Regions from separate parts of the Zea mays genome. Here region 1 is linked to region 2. Evidence: chromatin contacts called from public Hi-C data. All regions are on one chromosome and are shown on one strand. Each heading gives the region's core, a stretch centred on a gene start, on an enhancer-like site or on the middle of the called end of the contact. The rest is flanking DNA. Distances are from core to core; before and after follow the strand shown.

Evidence for each region. Hi-C and Micro-C count contacts between places; a contact is called where the count stands out from the background.
Region 1: a Hi-C map of tassel shows a contact between it and region 2, with 4 times the contacts expected there. The contact joins the promoter of LOC100194325 here to the promoter of LOC109940308 in region 2. A contact is called at or near these places in 4 of 25 Hi-C or Micro-C datasets (ear, leaf and tassel).

Annotation. Positions count from the first base shown.
Region 1 is chr6:7,261,532-7,265,894 of Zm-B73-REFERENCE-NAM-5.0, forward strand. LOC100194325 (chromatin assembly factor 1 subunit B) reads left to right here and starts at 2,872. Exons shown (of 13, transcript NM_001139363.1): 1 at 2,872-3,234; 2 at 3,380-3,494; 3 at 3,619-3,645; 4 at 3,840-3,912; 5 at 4,034-4,137; 6 at 4,226-4,363. The coding sequence starts at 3,121.
Region 2 is chr6:7,080,885-7,085,225 of Zm-B73-REFERENCE-NAM-5.0, forward strand. LOC109940308 (GDP-mannose transporter GONST1) reads left to right here and starts at 3,067. Exons shown (of 10, transcript XM_020539750.2): 1 at 3,067-3,334. The coding sequence starts at 3,324. LOC100282435 reads right to left here and starts at 2,021. Exons shown (of 5, transcript NM_001352121.1): 1 at 1,585-2,021; 2 at 1,302-1,502. The coding sequence starts at 1,848.

The sequences.
Region 1 (4,363 bases), core at 1,622-4,121, 180 kb after region 2:
AATCGTGACATATATCGAAGTCTGCATGATACTGATGGTTGCAATGTAGTGGTGAAACAGATAGATTATAAATAACAAAATTTATGTATGGTCAGAATCACAAATTGATTATCTATACTACTTATCCCTACTACTAATTAAGCATGGAGAGTGGGCGTCTGGCGCGTCCATGCCCCGCCTCCCAATCTCTACCGTCCTGGTTCCACCAACCTCACAGGCCACCCACACCGAGCAGAATAATCCCCTCCACCGCCATCAGCGCTCGCCCGCGCAGATCCCGCTCTCAGCGCTCGCCCGCCATCCGCGCTCCATGCTTAGGGTCCGCCATCAGCGTTCGCCTGGTTGCTCGACACATTCGCCAGCGCCACCTTCGACCAGATCGACTCCGCCTACCGCGAGGCCGGAGGGGACCCATTTGTGGCCGCCAGTATCCTGTCTTCCACGCAGGACATGCACCCGCCGCAGCCCCCCGCCGCCACTGGATCTCTCGCCGCACAGTGGATCTGGTGGAAGAAAGGCTGGTCGGAGGCCCAAGCGGGTTGCGGTGGCCGCTACGGGCATGGTCGCGGACGTGATTGGCAAGGAGTACACACGATCCACGGCTAATTCTGTAGTAAGCATGCCAAATGCTTGGAAGGGTCGGGACAGGGAGAGCGATGGCGATGGGTCTGGTGGCCGCAAGGACAGTGTTGAAGAGACAGAGCAGTTCCTGTGCTCCATGCTCGGGGATAATTCCGAGCTTGGCATGGGTGTTGTCAGAGACGTGCCAGGTGAGCCTGTGAGGCATTTTTTCACTTGCTGGTCTATAGTTGACCGTTCAGAATTCTTCATTTTGACCAATCGGTGCCATGCCGCCGTTTTCATGACTCGACTGAATTCTGGAATCTAGACCTTTAATTTGTAAACCCTATGCCCTTAGATGCAGCGAATGTTCAAAAGATATATATACAGATGTTCTATTAGGAGCAACATATTACAAGAACATGAAAATGGATCCTTTAGATTAAATATTCAGTGATTTTTTAGCAAAGATCTTATGAAAAGAATGAACTTCTGGCTTATTGTTGCCTACTATTTGCTCATGCTCCAGCCTCCAGCTAATTTCAGTGCCCGCCACAGAAGATGAAGCATGGGCTATTCAAGCTCTAGAGTCAAGGTGGAAGAGATTTTGACATATCCGTAGAAATGAAGTTCTACTAATTTCGCTTACATACATAGGCATATGACTGGTGCTTGTTTTCTACTTGAACTTAGGTAGCAGTCGTGGTTCGTTCTCGATAATACTATTTGCTTTTTTTACACAGCTGGTGTTAATGACATAGGTTGTATGGTCCTTGATGAACAAGCAATACCTGGGGTCATAGATTGTCTGCATGCATGCTAGATGAGACAAAAATAGCCAGCCGGGGGTGTTTGGATTCACAGCAGATGGTTGAGAAGCGCAATGCGCAAAAACTGACATAAAGACAACCATTTTGTTAGCGGGTGATTTGTTGCAAAACTCTAGGAACTCCTCAGTTGGCCTAAAACAACGTGTTTCTGTACTGGTTGATCTGTTTTTGCAGGGTAGCTAAGCAGTTTCGCAACTAATCATTTGCCTTTGGACAACCGTGTTGAAACAAGGATCGGTCCCGCATCTATACATGTCATTAGCCACACAGCTCAGGAAAACCTTAGCCCCCCATTTGTTCTCCTAAACATACATATTTTTTTTCTTAGAAATATCTTAGAATTATATTTTTGGGTGTATCGGCATGAGCATGAGCATGATCATGAGGTGTAAAATCATTGTAGATCCGTAAAAAGCTAGAATGATGCTTGGATCGAACTTATCCTTGATCATGATTTGTGGTGCTAAGGGAACAGTGATAGATTGATTTGAGGTTTGCAGGTGTAATCATGTGTATAATAACCTTTTTATTTTTCCTCTGTCCGTGTGGTGTAGTACCTGAAAAGCAAAATGATGCCTGCATTTGTTGTGCTTATTGCTGTTAAATATTTTTCTAATTCTAACAGGTCAGTGCCTTGCTTCCTAGCTGTAGCTAGAATGCATGGCCTTATACTTTTATCTGCTTTGCTTGGACTCTACATCAGATAGAGCCTTGAGGGCATTCATTCATGTGGCCAAGTGTTGGTTTGTAATCTCCCTTGCTGGTGAATTCCTAGAGACAATTTGGGGATTTGTTGTGATGAGAAGGTTTTATTGGGCTTTTGGGCCCGGGGAGTCACGTGTTGTGATCTCATCACTCCTCAAGTGCCATCTTGGCGTTCTGCACTTGAATGGTGATGGTTCGTGAGATATGATTAGGAGTGGTGATGGATTATGTCTTTTCACAATTTGTTTGAACCCTTTAATTAATTTTAGTTCAAAAGTGAATAAAAATAAAACATGATTCTGATCCGATCTGATCCTTAATTTTATAGTGTAAAATTTATAGCTCGTTACCACCCTATATGTGATTGAGAATTTAAGATTAGTGGATTTGACTTCTGACCGGTTGTTGCCTGCTAATGTCTCGTTTACTGGAATCCTAAGAGAGGACTGAAGAACAAACCTAACAATATGGTACATACAATATTTGTAGCCTAGACGTCGCTCTCCATGCTCCCCACCTCGTGGCAACGCACGGACACATACCTATTTATATATAAGTTATCATGGTATTATATGTCTTCGTTGCAACGCACGGGCACTCACCTAGTGTTGCTGTCAACTAGAGTTACTGATTGGGCCTGTTTGGTCTGTAGCTCGGCCCATAAACCGCGTCCAATCTTAAGAAACCCGCCCAACCCACGCACATAAAGTAACTGGGCCGCCGATTAGCCTACTCAAGGTTCGGCCCAGATCTCGCTTCCAGCGCCAGAATCCAAAAGAAAACTTACAAGGGCGCGGCAACAGAGCGAGAGGCGCGCGCGCAGTCCCCTCTACTTCCCGCCGCTGGCCGTTTCCCTTCCCCCCAATCCAAACCCTAGAGAGAGAGAGAGAGAGTGTGTAGTGTGTGTGTGTGAGAGAGAGGGGGATTGGAGGCGAAGGCAGCGGGCTAGCGCTAGCGGAGGAGGAGAGATCCGCTGAGGTGGAACGCCCGATCGGCGGAGCCCCATCCACCACCACTCCACAAGATGCGGGGCGGGACGCTGCAGATCAACTGGCACGACCAGCAGCCGGTGCTCAGCCTCGACTTCCACCCCGTCTCCCGCCGCCTCGCCACAGCCGGAGCGGACCACGACGTCAAGGTTGGTTGCCACCCGCCCCTCTCCTCTCCTCTCCTCCACCGCCATTGCTCTATCTCTCGCTGATTCGAGATTTGCCCCCCGCCCCCCCCCCCCCCCCCTCCCCCATTTCGGCGTCTTCGTTCCGTGACTGGTTCCGGGATCGCAGATCTGGGAGGTAGCGTCGGACGGCAAGCTCCCCACCGCCACCTTCAAGACCGGCCTGGTCCCCAACACCACCGCCCACAGCTCCGCGGTCAACGTCCTCCGGTTCTCCCCTTCAGGTACACCCATTTCTGATCTTCTGTCCTGTCCCTGGCTTTCAGCCCTATACATACAACAGAGACATGTAAAGTCTCCTTCAGTCTCTGCGCATATGTAACTGACTGACTCTCTTTCCTGCTGCAGGGGAGTATCTCGCCTCCGGTGCTGATGGTACGCTCAATTTGGCATCTAGGATTATATGCCAAGTCATAATTAGTTTTTCCCAACCATCCTAAAATGGAACGAGTTTTTTTGCTAATCATTGTAAAATGGAGTTGCCTTTTGATAATCATATAAAGTGAAATTAATTAGTTTGGCCAATATTCATTGCACCGAAACAATATGATTCATAATGTGATGGACAGGTGGCGGCATCACCCTCTGGAAACTGCATCCCGCTGACGACGGCGAGGCATGGAAAATTCACAAGACGTTACTGTGAGTTCTGCTCACTGAAATAGACCCCCCCCCCCCCCCCCCCCCCCCCCCCCCGCGCAAACCGGCCCACTTCTTTGGAGGCTTGCTAAGTGGTAACCTGCCTTTTTTGTTTCATTCACAGATTCCATCACAAGGATGTTCTTGACCTTCAGTGGTCGCATGACAGCACATTTCTTGTTTCTGCATCAGTCGACAACACTTGCATAATTTGGGAAGCTAGTAAAGGTGACTCCCACTACAGTATGCGATCCGTTATTTGCAGCAGCATGAATTCTATCGTAACTTTTATGCCTGATATCCGATTTTTTCTCAGGCACAGTGCAACAAAAGCTAGAGGGACATCTGCATTATGTTCAGGGTGTGGCATGGGATCCTTTGGGCCAGTATATTGCTTCACTGAGTTCTGACAGAACCTGTAAAATATATGCAAAAAAGCCTCAGGGCAAATCCA
Region 2 (4,341 bases), core at 1,817-4,316:
TGACACCTCTTGCCATGACGACAAATTATCCTCTTATTCATGCATACACATATATACTGTGTTTCGTTTGGTTTATGTTAGCGCGTGCATGGTGTATAGATGGTCTATGTAGTGGTGCTACCAACGGCACTAGGCCAACTACCGTTAACTGCCATGCCTATGCCTGTACTGTCATCATTGCAGTGCACATACAGATCTGAGGATCCAATGAATCGTCTCCATCGGCAACATTCTCTTGTTTACAAAAAAGGCGGCTGCTGTTTAATTTAGTTAGGGCAGCGGGACGGTGATGGAATTCACTGGTTGTCAAGTTGCTCCTGCGGTCCTGCCTAAACTTAGTTGCTTTAATTACTGATCTCTCATGATTTTGAATGCATGGTTCAAACATACAATACATAAGCATTTCAGAAATACTAGGCTGGATTGTTTTTATTTTCTTATGCAGATTAAAGGCACTATTCAAAATAAGAAAAAAAATTGATCAAACGGGTCCGCTCTATACACTGACATGGCACGCTGACTGTGCATTGACGCGAGTCTCTTCTAAGACTGTCTCCGGTAGCTATCCTATCTCGTCCCCTATTTCATGACTCATCCCCTATTTCAAACTTCACTCTGCAAACAGTGTAATCTACAGTGCAAATCCCCTATTTTACACGATCTACTGCGGATAGCCTAACTGTCCAAACTTTGCTCTGTGAGCTTCTTGATAACTTCTAGAAACAGAAGAAAAATACAGTATGATGGTGGCCATAGTAGCTTTACAACAATCATCATGTTCTATATGCATGTATTGTTGACAAGTTTTTAACTACTACGCTATATACAACCAATAATCATTTGTTGGAATATACAAATTCAAATTCAGGAATGGATGTATTAAGTACAAAATTAATGACCACGTAATCCATAACTATGCTTTATGTCGTGTATGATGATGAATTCAGTGCTGTAAACCTAAAACCAATTCTACAAAAAATAGGAAGTCAGCTATCTTTACGACATCCAGACAATTGTCAGGCCTGAACACTAATCATGAAAAATTCTATAGAACGATGGATCCCAATTTAGTATACAAGGGGTTCTGAAGATGATTGCACATGAATCAGGAGGTCAGCCAGCAATTATATAGGCTAAGGCTAATAATAACTTATATACATCGAATATGCTACACCCCACAGGCCACATATGACGGAAACAGATTCTAGCACAAATGAGAATAAACAAACATCCACCAGAATGTTCTACTCCAGTAGCGGTCATTATCCCAGAAGTTAGGCATCAGACGTCGTCTTAGGTACCTGTTCCTTGGAGGTGAGGTTTGGGTCGACGGCGAAGTGTATCTCGTGCATGAGGCGCTCGATCATGGTGATGGTGTAGGGGCGGCGGGTCTCTGGGTTGATGGTCTTCTCCATGACAATAGTTGCGATGTCGCGGAACTGGCTGGAGAGCTGCGCCTCCCTCTCCTTGCCGGAGACCTGGAGTTCCCCTTTCTCCAGAATCTGAGGAAGCAAAGCAGCAGCGAGGCGCGTCTAGTGCTTCTGCGGATTGTGGATTGAATGGGGTTTGGAGAAGAAGATGTACCTCGATGCAGATTTGGGTAAGGTCGTCGGTGCCGAAGGCCTTGGCGAGTTCCTTGGAGTTGGCGAGGATGCCCTTGGAGACGTTGGAGTAGACGGTGTGGGACTGGAGCACCTCGTCGATGTCCTTCTCGACGCGGGAGCGCCACGAGAGCACCTTGTTTGGGAAGCAGGCGATCTCGAAGCGCTGGCCGTGCTTGCGCAGCCGCACCACAGCCACGTTGGTGAGGCGCTTCTGCCCCACCGGCTGCACCAGCGTCCGCGACATATCCAACGGCGGCGACGAACCCTGCCGGTCACGAGCGGAGCGAGGGGGCGGAGGGGCGACCTTAACCCTAGGCAGGCGGCTGGGCTTGGGAGTTGGAAGTTCCTAGCGCGGCGGAGACGAGAGCGTGGAGGAAGAAGGGTTGGGGACGGTTTCGATTAAGGGCTACAGTCTAGACGGTTCGATTCCTCCGTGGACCGTGGCAGCGTGGCTGAGAGGGACATACTCCGCCCGATGCCCTCCGTTGCTGATCCAGCGGCACGAAGCAAACGGCGCAGGAAGGCACAGACGGATCGGCCCATATACGCGACGTGGCCCAGCCCAGGTAGCATTGAGAAGTTAAGGCCCTGTTTAGGAGAGTTTCGTTTAAAAATTTTCATATCTATTTCAACTGTATCTATCAAACATGTAGAGGCGTATAGGTCTACGAGCTCTAGCTTAAAAAAACTGAAATTAGAAGCCAGTTTCATGAAATTTTCAAAGCTTTTTAAAGGGTGTTTTTCAAAAACATTGTTTTAATACCTCCTCATGAAGTTGTATAAAATTACCATAATATCATTGGTTAAATGACCTACAATTTATGTCTATTTCTGCGCTCGTTAATTAAGAAAACTCGTACAAATTAATTGTATTATAAAAGCTAAAGTCTATATGCAAGCTAAACAATTTTAAACCCTTCCTTATCAATTTGTCGAAGTTGTTTCATAAGGCTGAAACTGAAAACCGTGCAATTCTTGAAATGATGCCTTCCAATCAGTACTCCTCTCCTTTTTAGGGGAAAAAAGAAACGGTGGAAATTTTGGTAAATTCTCTGTCCTTTCGCTTTTGTTAATTATTTGTGAAATGAAGTTATTATTTAATCTATAACTGTTTCAAACAAACAAGCCCTAAATATGAACGGGAGAACGATTCAAAGCGAGGAAGGGAGGAGGAAGCACGGTCAAACTCCGGTCCGGTCACGCAGAAGGCTGCTTAGCAATTTGACGTTTTGAATTATTTGTTGTGGTCAAACCGATGAATGAGTTTTGTACGAAGCCCAGCAGCTGAAGCAGGGCTATGACGTTCCAGTCTTTTTCGCCTCAACTGCCACATGGGCCAGACACACTTGTTGGTCCCACGACTCAGGGGCAGAACTGCTCAATACTCTGAGTCAATGACTTAAGCCAGCGAGTCGAGCTGAGTTGGACAAGAGCCCTCGCCATGTGGGATCCGCGTCGCAGTCTCAGAACCGTACTCTGGGATAGTACTAGCATTCCAAAAATCCAAAGCGAAGGTGAAGCGGCCCGCGTTAGTTCCGAGTCGTCGTCGTCTCCTGCCGCCCTGCCCGTTCCGGCCTTCCGGGCGCCTCCGCCGCCCTCGCCCCCGGCTCGCCGCGACATTTCGTCGACCACCTCCACGGCGCGGCCGTTTTGAGCCGTCGCACGCGCCACGGGGACGCCTCCGGCGCGCGCTCCCCACGCCGGCTCCGCCCCGCTGCCATGGGCTCCAGGTCAGCACCCGATAGACCTCCCTCCCTCTTCCCCTCCCCTCCCATCCCCTCCCCTACCACCACGTGGCCCAGCCCTTCCTTCCCCGCCAGCCTGCTACGCCTCCTGCTCAACCTCTCGCGGGCGCACGTGCCCGTATCGTAGCCATCCCCGTGCGCCCGTTTCCGCGCGTTGCTTCCGATCAGGTAACTTGCTGGTTCCGTTTCAGCTGGGGGATGCTGCACCCTGCAGCCTGCATGCTGTTAGGTATGTAGCTCCTCGCTCGGCTTCGCTTTCTTCGCTCCAGACCCGGACTACTCGTGCCTTGTGCTAACCGTGCTTCCCGCTGTTTGTCTGCAAGGAACAGCAGGCGAGTCAAATTTTTAGTTCCGTGTGTGTGATTGTGATCTCGGATTCACCTCAGACCCTCAGGTGGTGCAAATAGATTCTACCTTCCCACGTAAAAACGACAACCGATTGCAGCTGAGCTGACCAGCGGCCTCCCACAAGTTGCACGTTCTGTTGCTTGCTCTTGCACGTTTTGTTCTGTTTCATGGCATAGTACGGTCCCGTACCTCTTATAGTGCAAATAGAATCTCTTATAGTAGTAACTGAGAACAGAGGAAGCAATGGCTTCGATTTTTGGTACACTTGGAATACTTGTATGCAGTCAAATTGGACTGTGCGTGCAAACACATGGAAGCGCCTTACTACTAGCTAATTGTTTGATAATAACTGCTCTGAACTCAAGGTTACTACTTACTACTACAGTATTTGTCTGCATCTTTACATGTTACTACCACCTGCTTCCACTTGAGGATATTACTAACTGTCTTGGTAATTGATTACCACTAATTGTTGACAACTTGAGACCGATGGCTGCAGTTAGGATTAGGAATGTTTAACCATGCTCCTTTATGAGAGTAACATCAGAGTCAACATCAGAATCTGGTAAATTAATGGATTGAAAGCCAGTGACTAGCAAAATGGGAATCGGTCATGCTCATGCCTCCTTTTAGTTTCAGAGATA